Linked DNA regions of Mus musculus: all the other regions are linked to region 1. A link is a contact called in public Hi-C data. All regions are on one chromosome and are shown on one strand. The core of a region is the stretch at or near the end of the contact, and the rest is flanking DNA. Distances in the headings are between cores, read along the strand shown. Region 1 has its middle 86 kb from the start of Gm31466. Region 2 overlaps Gm31813 (a long non-coding RNA gene). Region 3 holds the start of Tbl1xr1 (transducin (beta)-like 1X-linked receptor 1).

What was found. Hi-C and Micro-C count contacts between places; a contact is called where the count stands out from the background.
Region 2: a contact with region 1 is called in a Hi-C map of cerebellar granule neurons, with 4 times the contacts expected there. The contact joins two enhancer-like sites. A contact is called at or near these places in 1 of 15 datasets of contacts at CTCF or cohesin (pro-B cells), 19 of 484 Hi-C or Micro-C datasets (the HL-1 cell line, the HPC-7 cell line, adipose-derived mesenchymal stem cells and 13 more), 7 of 115 datasets of contacts at active chromatin or transcription factors (T-cell acute lymphoblastic leukemia, astrocytes, differentiating embryonic stem cells and 3 more) and 1 of 9 other capture datasets (embryonic stem cells).
Region 3: a contact with region 1 is called in a Hi-C map of cerebellar granule neurons, with 2.4 times the contacts expected there. The contact joins the promoter of Tbl1xr1 here to the enhancer-like site in region 1. A contact is called at or near these places in 11 of 39 promoter capture datasets (the 3T3-L1 cell line, the C10 cell line, cranial neural crest and 6 more), 9 of 484 Hi-C or Micro-C datasets (the HL-1 cell line, adipose-derived mesenchymal stem cells, cardiomyocytes and 4 more), 5 of 115 datasets of contacts at active chromatin or transcription factors (acute myeloid leukemia, astrocytes, cardiomyocytes and 2 more) and 1 of 9 other capture datasets (adipose tissue).

Annotation. Positions count from the first base shown.
Region 1 is chr3:20,590,648-20,593,833 of GRCm38.p6, forward strand. No RefSeq gene overlaps it. Among named protein-coding and RNA genes, the nearest start is that of Gm31466, 86 kb to the left of the region's middle. Within about 2 kb of position 1,279, at least 1 of the 459 cell types and tissues checked has an H3K27ac peak or open chromatin away from gene starts, as enhancers often do. A contact at or near this core is called in cerebellar granule neurons, where this site is marked.
Region 2 is chr3:21,934,359-21,937,452 of GRCm38.p6, forward strand. All of the region lies in intron 3 of Gm31813 (a long non-coding RNA gene), which reads right to left. Among named protein-coding and RNA genes, the nearest start is that of Gm31813, 28 kb to the right of the region's middle. Within about 2 kb of position 1,288, at least 415 of the 459 cell types and tissues checked have an H3K27ac peak or open chromatin away from gene starts, as enhancers often do. A contact at or near this core is called in cerebellar granule neurons, where this site is marked.
Region 3 is chr3:22,075,178-22,078,212 of GRCm38.p6, forward strand. Tbl1xr1 (transducin (beta)-like 1X-linked receptor 1) reads left to right here and starts at 1,475. Exons shown (of 16, transcript NM_030732.3): 1 at 1,475-1,777.

The DNA of each region.
Region 1 (3,186 bases), core at 29-2,528:
TGTTTGCTTTATGAAAAGTAGTTAAGAACTGTCTATTTATGAAAACCACATTTTAGTCTTCTTTCTTCACGGAGTTTTGCTTAATTGGAACAAAGGAGATTCTACCTGTATCCTAAACTTGTCAGAAATATTTCTTTGATGTCAGATATTCTTTTTCTACCATTAGTTTGTGCAAACATCTGAGATGATGTACCCCATGTGGCAATACAAACAACTGGGTGAGCCAAAGACAGGCCAGAAAACAAACAGATGGGTGGCAGGAAAATAACACAGTCAGATACTGAGCTCTGAATAAGGGATATGCTGAGCATGTTTAACATAGGAATGATACTAGAACAACAGGTTCCTTATTGTCTTGCCCTTGTATTTTGTATATACTCTGTGTGTATATGTGTGTATGTATGTGTGTGTACCTTAATTGTATATGAAGTCTATTAACCTTGCTATTTTTTATGTGTTTGTGAGTCTGCGTCTGTGGGAGTACGTGGACTTGTCCACCAGGTGCCCATGATCCTAGACAGACCAAGTGCCCAGGAGATAATAGCATCAGATTTCTCTGAAGCTGGCATTATAGGCACGTGTGAGCCTCCTAACATGGGTGCTGGAAAATTAATGGAGGTCATCTATAATAATCGTGAGTTTTCAGTCATCTTCCCAAACCTTGCATTTGAGACAAGTTCTTTTATTAAGACCTGGAGCTCATGGATTCAACTAGCCTGGCCAGTCAACAAATCCCCAACAGTCTCACTGCTTCCATTTTCTCTCCAGGACTGGAATTTCAAGTTTGTGCCATCATGTGTGACTTTAATATATATATATATATATATATATATATATATTAATATATATACTGTATATACTGTATATATATACTGTAGCTGTCTTTATGTTTGACTTTTACAAATGTGGTGAGGATCAAACTCAAGTCTTCATGCTAATGGATTAATCACTTACTTACATACTATGACATCTCTACAGTACCCTCACATCTACATGTAGTAGTTGTTCTTGTGAACAGTGAACTAAAAACATGCTCATTCTACTATGTGACTGGTAGCTTGCAAACAAATACCACTTAGCTGAGAGCTTGAAGTCTGCTTTGTGTTCTAGGCCATCAAACTTTTACCTTGAAGCAAAGACATTGATTAGGGTGGGCATGTTTTTATAATTAAGACGAAAAGCAGAAGAAAAAATGTATTCCAATAAGTTAGTTATTTGTGGTTATTTTTAGGCCTGGAAGCAGATGGCTTTAGAGACTTCTGGGTGCCAGTTCAGAAATGTCAAACAAGGTCATTACCAGCATATGCTGTCCTTTACTGTGGCTAGTAGAGCTCCAACAAATATGCTAATTTATCCCAGGAAGACATGTAAAGACTGCATCCTTTGCTTATTTCTTAAAAACTAATGTAATTATGGCTTAAACTGGCACAGACAATGAGCTGGTTTAGTTCCTTCTGTGGGAATAGCTGGGGAATCTTCACAGCCTCCATTGATTCCCTTGACTCCATGTTTTAGAATCTTCTTGAATAACAGTCTTATAGTATAAACAGTTATTTTAGATGATACTTATTCAGTTTTTATTTTAAAAACATAATAGCTTCATTGTCTAAAAAGTTTTAAAAATGAGATGCTTTATTCTAAAAGCAATGCAGATAATTGTAAATTCAAAACCAGATGGTAGTCTTGAAAATGTACATTTCATTAATAGTAAAGACAACTCTCAGAGGAAATGGGTACAAGCAGGACTAATCATTTCCAGGTTCTCCCTTCAACTTCCTACTGGAAGAGAAACCACTTACCAAGGTCATACTCAGAACCCATTTGCCTCTTTCCTGTGTCATGGATAAGGATACCCAAAAAGGAAGAGATTGAGGTCCTAAACAGAGAAGGTGACTGTAGAGAATTGACCTAAGGTTTGGATACTTTTCTAAAGAAGGCAGAGCTGGAAAATAGCCCTGGAGAGCAGGAATTCTAGGGATGACTGGCAATCTTGGAGATGTGATGAAAACAGAAGTATCCACAAAAGGTTAATAATAAATCTCCAGGAGAACTTTTTTTTTTTTTTCCCTTCAGCCTATTTTCCATTGAGTAGCCCGGAGAGAAGGGAACTGGTTGCGGGGAGGTCTATAGCAGTGTTACCTTAAAAGAACCATTTTCTAGTATGAAAGTGGAATGACAAGGGTAAGCAGTGGAGCTCTTCACATGATGACATACTGAGGTTGCTGTATTCCTTGACCTCTAAACTGATGTTGTTCAAGGAATGTGGGAAGGGCCTGCTAGCTGTCTCCTCTTCTTCACAGAAAAGACACAAACTAATACAGGCTGACAGTTTTCAAAGATGACTGAAATACTTATGGCTATGTTAACCATGGGAATTTGACTTAACCTTTTTTAGATCTCAGTTTTCTCCTCTTTAAAATGGATAAAACATACCACAATCAGATCAAATAATTCAGTCATACAGTGGCTGTGGATTTTTTTTAAATGGCTACATGTACACAGGGTGTGTGAACTGTGATGGATTTCACACAATTTTAGAGTGTTGAGTTCATATAAATACTGTGTTTGTACTTTATATTGGTCATGCTGTAGTTACAGATTTAAAAAATGAACCAAATTAGAAAGCACAGAAATATGTACATCATAATTAATGAAAGGTCATTCCTTCAAAAGAATACAGAAAAGAAAATGTCATGTGAATTTTGGTGGACTCCTGACAATGGCACAAACTTGGCTATGAGGCATCTATAGAACTTGGGGGAGGGGTGAGCTGTGGCAACCTCTTGGAGTTCTCTTTGAAGATGAATGATATAAAGCAATCTTTCAAAAGCATGTCTTGCATGCTGACTTAGCACAAGATCCTGTCAAACCCTTGTGATCATTCATTTTGATGGGCATTCTGATGTGACTACATGCCCAGTTGTTTTTATAAGAGCCTTGCAAAGTTGCCAGTCAGCTAATTGTGGTGGAAGCTAACCAAGAAACAGGGCTAGGTTTGCTTGCAGTATGGACCCTCTCTCCCTGTATAAGCTATACTATCCTAATCCTTTCAATAACATCTTCATCTTTTCAAAGCATTTCTATGCTTTGTCATTTTATGTAAGTGATATGAATATGTTTGGGATTTCTTGCCACCTGGATTTGTATCTCCTTCTGGAGATGCTGTCTGTCTCTATTCATCTTCCA
Region 2 (3,094 bases), core at 38-2,537, 1.3 Mb after region 1:
CCAGCTTCAGTCGATCAAACATCTTCTCCTGACCACAATAGACCCTTGCACATACATACATACATACATACATACATACATACATACATACATACATAGAAACACCCATACACAAAAACAACAAAAAACCTGAGAAACCCCCATCTCAAGCAAAAACTGGGGATCACCTGGTGAAGAAGGACACTTGAGGTTGCCCTGTGACCTTCACATGTTGGGCCTTCAGACACATACACAGGAATATTGTTTGTATGACAGCAACTTTCACAGCAAATTTTAACTTTAAAAAGAAAAAAAATCTTGCTTTCGGCTGGCTAGAGGTTTCAACTAGGCCCCAAAATGAGGGTTCATTTTCTTCCTGACCCCATAAGTTCCACTTTTCTGCACGTCTCACCATTTCAGACACTTCTAGGGAGGGCTATCAGGGGGCCATCTTGGAGATTTTTTTGCCCTGACTCCTAGCTTTGTGCATCCCAGCTGTGGCTGGATTTGAGAAATGGCAGCTTCAGATTGCTCTCTGTCAAAGCATTTAGGGGGAAGTTGCCCTAAGGTTCTGAAAGGACTGGCTGCAGGAAGAGAAACCCTTACTAGTGAGAGGCTGTCTGCTCTGCTTCCTCCAGGGGAAACTTAAGGACTTTAGATCAGGCAGCTCCCTGCCGGGAGCAAGGGGGGGCGGGGGGGGGGGGGTGAGATCAGGCGAAGGAGGGCCAGCCCTTCCCCTTGTCATTCTCCAAATTAGGGCTGGCTGCCATTATTTTTTTTCCAATTAAAAATACTGAAGAGAACTTAAAGGAGACCAGTCCTGTGTCTGTAAATAAATAGCCTGTTTGGCTATTCAGAAAAGGCACCATGTTGCGTGAGTTATTGGATGTATTGTCTTTAATATGTGAATGTGTTCTCTAAAACAAAGTGGCAGCCATCTATACAATTAATTAGTATCAAAGCTCCTTTCATGTACCCTTCACAGCAAGGGGGAGAGAAGTAAACTACTTAAACGAATAAACTTTTAAAAAGAAAGAAAGAAACCTAAATAAATAAATAAACCCCTCACTCTAGGCAAAGTAACCCCCGGAACTTATGATAAAGAGATCTTAATTAACCCCAAATCCATCTACTCTTCTCTGCTCCAGAACCGAAACAGAATGCTAAGGCAATTTACTCGGAGAGCAGTTTTGCACCATAAATCTGGGCCATGTTTTTCTGTGCGTTTGCCCTGCAGTAAGCTTAAAGAGAAACTCAACCACCAAACAGCCTTGGAGGCAAAGCAAAGCCCTAATCACCCGCAATGGTGATTGCATAACACCCGCCTCCCAACCCCCACTCCTAAGCATCAAGAGGCAGGCTTTGGCTTCTGGTTAGAGCACATGCCTTTCTTTTTTTTGCCTGTGTGAGAATCATTGAAAATGCTCTTTAAGGACCAAAAGTCAGGGCACGTGTGTTTTCAGAAGAAATGGAGGTCACTTGAGGGTGACTTCTGAGTACATCCCCCAAGCCAAAATGAATCTGTATCGATATCTAAAGTGCATCTGCTTTTAGAGCAGAAGCCACCATCTGTTCCTAATTGGTGCCCTGGAGGTACTCCCTGTGGAAAAAAAGGGCCTGGCCGCAGCAGCCGCGCCTCCCCGGGGCTGCAGACTCCGCTCGGGGCCTTGCTGGTGCAATCGAGTGCTCCTCTCTTAGATAATGCCAGGTATTCTGGAAAGTAGCCGTGTAATAATACACAAACCCCTGATGATGTCAGCGTGTTATTGACTTTCCAAGTCTGAATGACTGAGCAGAGGAGAGGGGGGGTGGGGCGCCATCCATCCGGCGGCGCAGAGACCAGCCGAGCGAAAATGGGCTCACAGTCCAGCGGGGGAGGGGAGGCGCGGCGGCTGCCTGGCCAGGCTGGATGGATCTCAGCCGCATCAGGATCGCCTTCACCGAGTCAAGAGGGGGCCTGGGCTAGGGAGAGGGGGGTTTCAATGTTATGTTTAGCCAAATATTCCTCTGGCCGATATAACTGCTACCACCACCTACCTCCAAGCGCACACCACGTGGCAGAGCAGATTACAAAGCTAGCAGCAGTCACCAAGGTAGGGGAGGTTGGAAAGGCCTTGCCCCATCCCGCCCCCTACACTCCAACACGCACAAGATACTGTCCTCAATATCTGGAAAGCTCCAGGTCCCTTTTTCCTGTAGAGTTCTCTCTTCAGAGAGCCTCTACGAAACTGCTCCTCAGCTCTGGTGACATTTTGTGGGTCATGTTTTACATGTTTCCTTACAGGTACACAGTGTGGGCTCCTGTTCCCACCTTGCAAACTGACCATCGGGTACTCGGACCATGTTCAAGGCTAGGTTAACAATATTTGCATTGAAAGACCCAGAACCTCCCCTCCCCCGACTTTTGCTACCAACTAGGGTGGGGCCTGTGCCACCCAGCTGGTGTCTCCTTGTCTCTAGAGCCCTGGCTTTTCTTTTAGCACTCTCGCACATCCAGCATACCCAGCTTGGATCCTGGCTGTCCCCTGTCCCAGACCAGAAATCGGCTTCCCCTGCCCCAGGTGTGTGCAAAGGCCACAAGAGTCTTCGCTCTGGAAGGGGAGGGCGGGGCCTGTGCAGAAAGGAAAGCAAACTCGTGCTTTGGAGACAGGGGGTCTATTCAAGGCTTCTGAGCTTGGGCTCAGGGCTCAACCTGTTTGGTGGCCACATCAGTGAAGTTGGGACAGCCACTGTCCTCTCAGCAACTGGGGAGTCATACATCTAGACTTTGCAAAGGTCTCTCTGTCTCCCTTTTTTAAAATGGGCCACTCTTTCTTGGGAACATTGCACTTGTCGGGTCAGAGCCCCTGTCCCTGTTTCTGAAAACAGTGTACAGACCCTTGGATTCCTAAATTCCACCCCCTTCTGATGCTCCAAATCCACGAGGATCCCAAAAGAATCACTTAGTGCAGGGGGTGGAGACCACACTGGGCCTAGTTCACCCCACTCTCCTACCTTGCCCTAAAGGATTAGCCTAGGATCCTAATGCTGACATATTTTAATCCAATCAGAAGCCTTCTTAGGGAACTAGAAACTGGAAGTGTAAAAGACAACTCCCTAGGCAGAAACTGAAAAA
Region 3 (3,035 bases), core at 225-2,724, 1.5 Mb after region 1:
GGGCCAACAGGGGAGAGTCATTGACCTTGGCTGAACCAAATCTAATCTAGTCTCGGAGTTTGTTAGGCTGCACAGTCTATAGCTGTGAAAGTTACTTCAAATGATACTTTGTTTGAAAATTTATCTTTGAAGCACTAAAGGAAGACCACTGCTTGACAGGAATACACGTTTCCAAATGTTTTGACAACTTGAAACTAGAACCTTTCACCAAAGAAGGTTGCAAAGTATTTTTAAAGATAGTAACAAAAAAGCAGAGTTTCAAGATATATGCTAGAATTAAAAGGAAGGGTGCCTCTTACAGCCCAGGTTTCTGAAAGGCTCAGGAAGGTCACCGCAGTATTTTAAAAATCCTCGGCGCTCCGGCAGCCACATTTTGACATTATTGGGCAGCCAAACTGTACTTCAGAAACCGCCTTCACGTGCCAGACGCATGCAGAAAGTAGATAATATAAACTCCCGTGGATATCACACCGCGGTGCACACTTAGTGAACATTCATTCTGTCTATGGCTTTATTTTCGCGCAATGAGAACTGATCCATCAAACCTTCCCAAAAGACCCGCAGACAAGTCGCACATTTGGGCGCACAACTTCAATTTCAGCTTTGCGTTTTCACCAAACCCCTCTCGCCGTGCGCGCTGCGCGTCTCCCCACGCGCGGTGCTCCGGGTCCCATCCTAGAACTCGCTCACGGCAGGCGAAGCACCTTTCCAGGTACGCTCCGGAGCGGGCGTGTTTACGCGCATCCAAGTGTGCGGCACTTTGAACGCGGAGTCCATGTGGAGCCCGCGCCGAGCTCCCGCAGCTGCCGGCCGCCTCCGGGGATCGGAGCGGCCGCGGCTCGCGGGATTGCTGCGGGCGAAGGGACTCAAGCGCCACCCAGGCAGCGGGACAGCCCCGGCTGCGGGCTCTGGAACGAATGCGCGGCGAGCCCAGCCCCCAGCGCCGCGAGCGAGCGAGGGAGGCTGGGTGGAGGGAGAGCGGAGCGAGTGAGGAAGCCGAGTGTGGAACGGCTCGTCGGCCGCCACCCCCACCGCCACCGCCGCGCTGCCTCCACCGCGGCCCCGCCCCTCCGCCGCGCCCCTCCCCCACTCCGGCGCTCCTCCCTCTAAGTTCCCCCTCCCAGGTCCCCCTCCCCGTCGAGGTTCCCCTCCCCCTCCCAGGCTCAGGCTCCCTTCCCCCTCGCCTCTCCTTCTCGGGGCTCCCTTCCCCCTCCACAACCCGTTTCCCCACTCCTCCTCCAGGCTCCCCTCCCCCGCCCAGCTCTCCTTCTCTTCCACCACCCGGCTCCGCTCCCCTCCCCCTCCCGGGTCCTCCTCACTTCCTCCCCTCCCCCTCCGGGCGCGCCCCACCCCTCCGCTCCCCTCGTCTCCCCTCCCCCTCCTCGGGTCCTCCTCCCCTCCCCCTCCACCCCCTCCCCCTCTACCCCTCCCCCTCCTCGCTCCCTGTTCCCTCCTCCCTCCCCGCGCGCCGGGCGCAGGCCGCTCGGGTTTGTTTTGCTGCGCGGCCGTCGCCGCCGCGGGCCCGGAGCTCATTTGTGCCTGGCTGGTCCCCGCGCTCCCCGGTGCCGAGCCGGAGCCGTTGGCCGCTCGCGCGCTTGGCTCTCTCCCTTAGTAACAGCTCCCCTCCTGCCTCGGTGCTGCGCCCTGCCCCCGCGCCCCTCCCCCGCCGGACCCGCTGCCCGGCTGTCAGCGCCCGCACCCCAGGGCGCCTCGGGGTGCCGACGGCGGCCAGGAGGGGAGCGCCGCGCGTCCTGGAGGGGACAGCGTCGCCAAGCAGGTGAGCGCGGGCCCGGGGCTGCGGGCGCCGCGAACTTGGCCTGGGCGCGGGGGAGGGGCGGCTGCGCTCACGTGCTGCCCCCCCGGGTCGGGGTGGCTGCGGGAGGCACTGGGCCCAGGCGAGCGGGCTTGGGGGCGCAGGCTGGATGCGGGGCCGCAGCCGCCCTGTGCTCACATAGCGGGGGAGCGGCCAGGGCTCAGGATGGGTGCTGGTCCGCGCTCGGGCGCGCGGGCTGCAGTCGCCCGGTCGCGCACCCCTCGGGCTGTGGCGCGCGGAGACCCCGGGCGGCGGCGGGGACCGCGGGCGGCTGTTGGGGCGCGGGCGGGGGAGGGGCGCGGCCGGGCCTCGCTCACTCAGGACGCGAGTGTGGGCACCTTGTGCCTGTGGCCTCCCCACGAGGAGGCCCTGGCCACAGCCTCGGTAAAGTTGGGTCAGAAGTGTATACAGTTGGCAAACTTATTGCCAGCTTCCTGGTAAGTTTCGGGGTGGCACACAAGTCACATTATCTTCTGACAGTATAGAGCCACGTTGTGAGTGTTTGCTGGGTGACTTCCTCTTTGCAACCGATGTCTTTTTTTTTTTTTTTTTTTTTTTTTTGGAACAGGGGCTGACTTTCATTTAAGTGTAATTCCACGTTGAAAGGCAGCTCGAGGCGAATCATGCATGTGTTAGAGTGTTCGGTAATTTTGGAAGTTCTCAATTTGGATTAAATTTAGGTTGTGAAAATGGTCTGTTCTGTGTAACATTTGGGTTGGGTGGCTTTTAAGAAACGCTCTCTTTGTTAGGTTACCCAACACTGAAAATAATTTGGTGATCACACAGAAGAGTTGGAACATAGCTAAACATTACATTTCTTTAACAGTCTGGAGTTTTCTTAAAACCTTGGTTGGACTTTATCGGCCCCAGGGTGAAGGGTTATATGCCATTTACAGTTAATTAGGGAAGTTTACTGTTGGCTTTCTTGTTTTTCCATATAAGAACCTTATGCTGGTCTAAACATGTTAATAAAGTACGGTGGATGAAATGATGTGTTATTTCTAGTTTGAATCTTGAGATTGAAAGCCCCCCATCAGTGTAAAACAATACAAGGCCATGTCTTACTGATTTAACTTAGCTAAAGTGCTTTGCAGTATCTTGGTGGCCCATTGAAGGTAGTAAATGAGTTTTGGGTTTCCCTGTGTGATTCACGTTCAGTTTTGTTAAATAAGACCCATGCTTATTGGAGCACTTCAGTAATCCTGACTTCCTGGGACTGTAT